Regions from separate parts of the Sus scrofa genome. Here region 1 is linked to region 2. The links are chromatin contacts, called in public Hi-C maps. All regions are on one chromosome and are shown on one strand. The core of a region is the stretch at or near the end of the contact, and the rest is flanking DNA. Distances in the headings are between cores, read along the strand shown.

What was found. A called contact is a pair of places that touch in the nucleus more often than the background predicts.
Region 1: a contact with region 2 is called in a Hi-C map of adipose tissue, with 6 times the contacts expected there. The contact joins two enhancer-like sites. A contact is called at or near these places in 1 of 5 promoter capture datasets (liver), 22 of 47 Hi-C or Micro-C datasets (adipose tissue, alveolar macrophages, blood and 12 more) and 2 of 2 datasets of contacts at active chromatin or transcription factors (alveolar macrophages and skeletal muscle).

What each region holds. Positions count from the first base shown.
Region 1 is chr8:136,615,906-136,619,290 of Sscrofa11.1, reverse strand. No RefSeq gene overlaps it. Among named protein-coding and RNA genes, the nearest start is that of RASGEF1B, 61 kb to the right of the region's middle. Within about 2 kb of position 1,585, at least 12 of the 83 cell types and tissues checked have an H3K27ac peak or open chromatin away from gene starts, as enhancers often do. A contact at or near this core is called in adipose tissue, where this site is marked.
Region 2 is chr8:136,241,565-136,244,731 of Sscrofa11.1, reverse strand. It overlaps a transcript of RASGEF1B not described here. Among named protein-coding and RNA genes, the nearest start is that of RASGEF1B, 310 kb to the left of the region's middle. Within about 2 kb of position 1,566, at least 3 of the 83 cell types and tissues checked have an H3K27ac peak or open chromatin away from gene starts, as enhancers often do. A contact at or near this core is called in adipose tissue, where this site is marked.

The DNA of each region.
Region 1 (3,385 bases), core at 336-2,835, 370 kb before region 2:
GTCTCTGCCGCGGGTGCTCAGTTCCGGTGGGAAGACAGGTTTCCACTCAGCAAACGCACTGGAGCCACGTTCTATGTAAGACAAGCCCGTCGGACAGAGCGGGGCACGAAGCGCCGGCCACCTGCAGGGCCTCCTGGGTTTCCTGCGGAGTCACACATCCACCCTCTCCCTGAGGACTGATCTTCAACTCTTCTCACCCCTGAACTGAGGGAGAAAGCTGGTCGTGGAGTTGGTGCGTGCACTTTGGCCACTGGGACGGGATCCCTAGTCACGCCGTCTCTCTAGGGCAAACCTTCCTTCGCATCTCTTGCCTTCCAGACTTGCAAAAGAGAAAGCAGGGTATGTTGGAACTTTTTTTTGACACACTAAAAAAACCTATTTAATTGTCTTGGCTGTGCCCACGGCTTACAGAAGTTCCAGGCCCAAGGACAGAACCTGCGCCATAGCAGTGACTTGAGCCACAGCAGCAACAATGCTGGATCCTTAACTGGCTGAGCCACGAGGGAACTCCTAAGCTTTGTTTATTGTTTATTTATTTATTTATGTTTTTATTTTTTCTTTTTAGGGCTGCACTTGCTGCATAGGGAGGTCCCCAGGCTAGGGGCTGAATCAGAGTGGCAGCTGCCAGCCTACGCCTCAGCCACTGCAATTCGGGATCCTAGCTGCATCTGCGATCTACACCACAGCTCAAGGCAACACCAGATCCTTAACCCACTGAGTAAGGCCAGGGATCGAACCCAAGTCCTCATGATATATGTGTGTGTGTGTATGTATTTTATGTATGTAATATATATATGGATGTAATTTTACCATAAGTCACACTTTAAAAATATCCATAAAATAAGTCCACAGCAGAACAGCCAATCACGTTCTATGCTCACCCTCACACGAGTCAAATGCTGAAATCAAAGAATCACAGGCCCAGAGTCCCAGAAAGCCTGCTGCAGCCAAGGAACCCAGGGTGCGAGTGTCTGGCCGTGTCCAGGGGACAGGAAGACACGGACCGAGTCAGAGTCCTTGCAGCTGTCTTCTCAGCACCGCCGAGTCCCTCTGCTGTTGTTTGTGTTGAGAGACAAGACAGCTGGGATAAAACTGGCATTGAAAACCCGTGTGTGTGTCAGCTCGTTCCTTCTCTTTTTAAGGGACACGCTAGGAAGGTGACACTGAGGGACCAGGGGATGCCCTGGGCCACCTGGCCCTCCTCCTCGCGGAGCTCCCGCCCTGGTGGGGAGGCAGCCTCTGGGCCTCCTGCCTCTCCCGCCCCAGTTCTCAGGATGGAGGGATGGGGGAGTGGGGACCAGGGGACGGAGAGGGAAGGAAAGAGCGGGAGAAGGCGGGAGCCGAAAATTCAGACACCAAGGCCCCCAGAGGCGGAGGAGGGCGGGCGGGCCAGGAGGAGAGCCCGGGAGGGTGGCAGAGAGCTAGAGGGCCGGCTACTCCGCCCCAGGCCTCCTCGATCGATGGGGGGAGCCCGGGCCTGCAGACCCGCGGCTGGAGCTTCCGATCTTCCTCGGGAGCAGGCTGGGCTCCAACTCTCACGTGACTCGCTCTGCTTTCTAAATGTTGGTAAAGCATGCGTTCCCCCGGGGGTTCACGGGTGAAGAGCAGCACACAGTGTCCATCGGGTGTGCGCTGGACCCCGGGCCGCACCCCGCGGGTTGGGCCGGGGAAGTTGCCGGCTAAGTTTAAGCCGCCGCGCGGGTCGCAGACGCAGCTCGGATCCCGCGAGGCTGAGGGGCAGGCCGGCAGCTGCAGCTCCGAGTCCCCCCCAGCCTGGCACCGTCCACAGGCTGCATGTATATGGTTTTTGGTCCGGAACCGAACCCTCAATAGCTCTGAGGTTTGCCGGCCCTTATCCGAATATCGACTTTTTTGTTTCGTTTTGTTTTATGAATGTTACGGGCGTCTAGGCGACCCCCGATGCTGCGTTAGTTTCGGGGCTGCAGAGAAGTGAGTCGGCTGCCTGCAGGTGCACCTACAGCGCCCTCTTTCAGAGGCGTCCCCGTCAGGCCCTCTCAGAGCTCCGAGCAGATGGCCACGACCTCGGCCGGAGGTCCTTGCGACCCAGCGATTTGGGATCCAGAAAACCTGGTTTTGCCGGGCGGGTTACTTGACCTCTCCGGGCCTCCACTGTCCCGTCCATGAAGCAGGGCGTCCCGGGGACCTTGCCCAGTCGTGGAGACGGTGAGATGGGCCTCTGTGTGGACCTGCCTGGCGCGTAGGTGTTGGAATCCCAAGAAGACCACTTGCCGGCCTGAGGAATCGAATGGTTACACTCCAGGAAGCCGCTTAGCAAACGCTGGAGGAATTCTGACTCCTCGCAATCTCTAGGAATACACAGACCTGCTCTTCAGGGAAAATACACAGCAACACACACACAAAGGCACATCGCAGGCCATCTACATTCCGGTTCAGGTGGTCACAGGTCCCCTGAGCTCCAGGGCAGGCTTCCTCGTTTCTGCCCGGAAGCATCAGAAGAGGGAACGTGCCGTCCGGGATCTTTGGTCCCTGGCGTCTGTGAGGACAGAGTCAGACCCAGACGCTCGCTGTGGGATGGTCGCCCCGCCAGCTGACTCTTCTCTGCCCATGGAAGAGGAACTGTCCACACCGCCTGCCAGCTCAAGGACCCGCTTCTGATCCAAATGTTTTCAAGGAGCCGGCAGATGCCTGGGCTGTGGAGACGGGGAGGGATGGGCAGGCAAACTGCATTTGTCACCGACCAGAAGGAGATGGTGTCAGGAGGGCACCCCTACGGGACTCGTGAGTGACGGGCTGGTGGGGAGCGGTGCGGGGCCCAGGGGCGGGCACCCCCAGATATGCAGAAACATCTCTCAGGAACAAAGTAGGAACCCCAGGCGGTAATGGAGACCAGGCCCCCTCTGAAGGCAATGGCTCTGAGTGTGCTGACGGAGCACTTCCGGGTAACAGGAGGCGTCACTGCCACACCATCCACTCACCTGACCTCTGACTCTAAACTTGGCAAAGTCATCTTTGGATGAACGGGGGGTTTGGGACTGGCCTAGGCACACTGAGGTGTACAGAATGGCTGGCCAGGGGGACCTGCTGTATAGCACAGGGAATCTACCCAGTATTCTGTGATTATCTATGTGAGAAAAGAATCTGACAGGGAGTTCCCACTGTGGTTCAGGGGTTAAGAACCTGCCTAGGATCCATGAAGATACGGGTTCAATCCCTGGCCTTGGGTAGTGGGTTAAGGTTCCGGTGTTGCCGAGGCTGTGGCGTAGGCCGGCAGCTGCAGCTCAGATTGGCTCCCTGGCCTGGGAACTTCCATACGCTGCACGTGTGGCCCTAAAAGGAGAAAAAAAAAAAAAAAAAAAGAATACGGCGAGAATGGATGTGTGTACATGTGTAACTGAATCCCATT
Region 2 (3,167 bases), core at 317-2,816:
CACTTACAGAGTTAAGAACCTGACTCGTCTCCATGACGATGCGGGTTCGACCCCTGGCCTCACTTAGTGGGTTAGGGATCCGGTGTTGCTGTGAGCTGTGGTGTAGGCTGGCAGCTGCAGCTCCGATTCAACCCTTAGCCCGGGAACTTCCATGTGCCTAAGGTATAGCCATAAAATAAATAAATAGATACATACATAATAAAGATAAAATGGGGACATCTGGACACAGACACACACAGAGGGATGATGCGTGAAGACAGCCAAGAGATGATGGAGGCAGAGAGCGACGGGCCGGCTGCAGACACGAACAAAAGAACACCAAGGATTGTGGGGTCCCCGAAGCTAGGAAGAGCCAAGGAAGGACCCTCCTCCGAGTCTGACCCTCCCTCCTGACACCTTGATTTTGGACTTCTGGCCTCCAGAACAGTTAGACAATACATTTCTGTTGTTTGCCGCTGCCCAGTTTGCACCATCTGTTGTGGCAGCCTACGGTCGCCTTAGCAAACAATACAGACGGACTGTACCACGCGTCTCTATTTACTGATCATCTATCACAGTGGCTGACAAAACTTTCCTAAAAAGGGACAGATGAGGAAATATTCTAGGCTCTGTGGGCCATAACGTCTCTGTCCCAACAACCCGACTCTGCCGCTGTAGCATAAAAAGGCTCATACCAATGCTCTATGATACCAACGTGTCTATGCAGTCTAAACTACGACACGAATGACCTGATCTGCAAAACAAACTCACAGACATAGAGAACAGACTTGTGGTTGCCAAGGGGAAGGGGGCAGGGGAGGGAGCGACTGGGAGTCTGGCATGAGCAGGTGCAAATTATTACGTATAGAAAAGATAAATGGCGAGGTCTTGGCGTATATAACACAGGGAACTATATTCAATATATTATACTTAAAAAACCACAGTGGAAAAGAAAATGAAAAAGAATGTGTGTGTGTGTGTATATACATAACACACACACATCTACACCTACATACACATAGAGAGAGAGAGATCTGTATTGCTTTGCTACATACCAGAAATATAACATTGTAAATCAACTACATTTCAAGAAAAAATAAATGAAGTTTTAGAAAATGAGGACAAAACGGGGTAACAGACAGGGTATAAATGAGTCAATCTGTCTGTGTTCCAGTATAAGTTAATTTCATAGACACTGAACTTTGAATTACATTTAATTTTTATGTGTCCTGAACTAGTCTTCTTTTGTTTTTTTCCAGCTATTTAAAAATGTAAAAACTACTCTTGGCTTGGAGGTCACACCCAGACAGACAGCAGCCAGGTCTGGCCTGCAAGCTACAGTCTGTCTGCCTCAGGGTACAGATCCAGGAATCAGAAACACCTGGCTCGAGTCCTGATGCCCCTGATTATCATTCTTGTAACCTTGATTAAGTCACTGAATTCCATCCTCGAAGAGCGTAATAGCCTTTCCCTTAGCTACCTGGAAGGCTGTGAGGATGAGATGAAAGTCACATACTTTAGAATGCGTGGCATGCAGCGAACAGAACGGCTGCTTTGAATGACCGAGCTCTGTCTGACGCTCCAGGAGTAGTAGTAACACCAAGGCCAGGGTGCTGATCCGTGGCTCTGGGTCATGGAGCCTGGGCAGAGGGGCAACGAAGACATAAGCCCACAAGCCCCTCACTCACTCAGGTCTCGGATGGAGCAGGAAGAGGACAGGAAGATGCCTACCGCACACAAAGCCATGGGCAGGCGAAGGACGTTCTGGGGAGTAAAGAGCAACTCCAAGCCAAAGGTTCATTGTCTTTGGCCTCATCTGACCTGGGGCTACTGCCAAACCAAGAATTTCTTTGAGGGAATGTTCTAGACCAGGACAGGCCTGCTGCCGAGAGGCTGTACTGTAACTCAGTTCCCTGGATCATCATTCTAAACAAACATTCATCATCCACTAAAGCTCCTCTGGCCACCCTGAGCCCGTGTCTATGGTGCCAACAGTGGACAAAGCCAGAAATATTACCCTGCACGCAGAAGAGTCTTCACACTTCGCCACTGTTAAGGAACTGGAACCCTGCCACCAAGCTCTCTGGGGGCGAGCCTAGAGTTGACAGCTCCAGATTTTCAGGTCTGGCACAAGATGAAGCCCAAGAAAGCACCAAAGAATAAAGCAAATCGTTCCCAGGAGGAAACACCATTTTGCTCACGTGGCACAGGGCTGCAGACCTCGCCGGGGGAGCTGAGCTGAGCTGAGCAGACCCTTCCCAATCAGCAGTACGACTGCCATGGCCAGGAGTCCTTAGAAAAGTAGAGATTTTTCCTCCAAGTAAATATTCAGCTTCTCCTTCTTCCCTGAGACCCCGCATCTCCCTGCTACACACAGAAGTGTTGTCACTAAACCTATCTCAGGGTCCGACCCCTCGTGCCCATGTTTGCAGTGAGCAGGAGAGGAGTGACATCTCCTGCCCGCTCCCGGCTGCCACCAGTATCGAGAGCCTCGGCCTCCTCGTTGCCTTCCATCCCCACCTCCCCCGGCACATCATCGCCGCCTGCCTTGCAAAGAACAGAGAGGGAACCATGGTGATTGAGCATCTCTTAGCCACTGGAGGCCCTTCTTCTCAAAGAGGCTCACCAGGGTTCCTGCTGTGGCTCGGCGGTTTCAAACCCGACTAGTACCCATGAGGATGCAGGTTCCATCCCTGGCCTCGTTCAGTGGGTTAAGGATCCGGCGTTGCCGTGAGCTGGGGTGCAGGTCACAGACGTGGCTTGAATCCCAAGTTGCTGTGGCTGTGGAGTAGGCCAGAGGCTACAGCTCCAAGTGGACCCCTAGCCTGGGAACCTCCATATGCCATGGGTGCAGCCCTAAAAAGACAAGTAAATAAATAAGTAAAAGAGGCTCACAGAAAAGCCTGGCTGGGCCAAAGGCGTTCCTCTTGGGAGGAGGGTAGCTTAATGAAAGGGGCATGGGCTCAAATCTCAGCCCTGCCTCTGTTATGTGGCCACTCACTGTAATTCTGGTACAACGGTTTTCACCCAGATAACATATAATACAGTCATTGCCTCCCCTAAGAGATGGAAAGTTAAACACATCATTTCAAAATTGCTTCAGCAATATAGTATTCTCTTTAAGCCAAAGGAACGTTAAATAATTGTCATCAACCCATCTCTTCGTGACCCTGAATTGTTGGCTATTA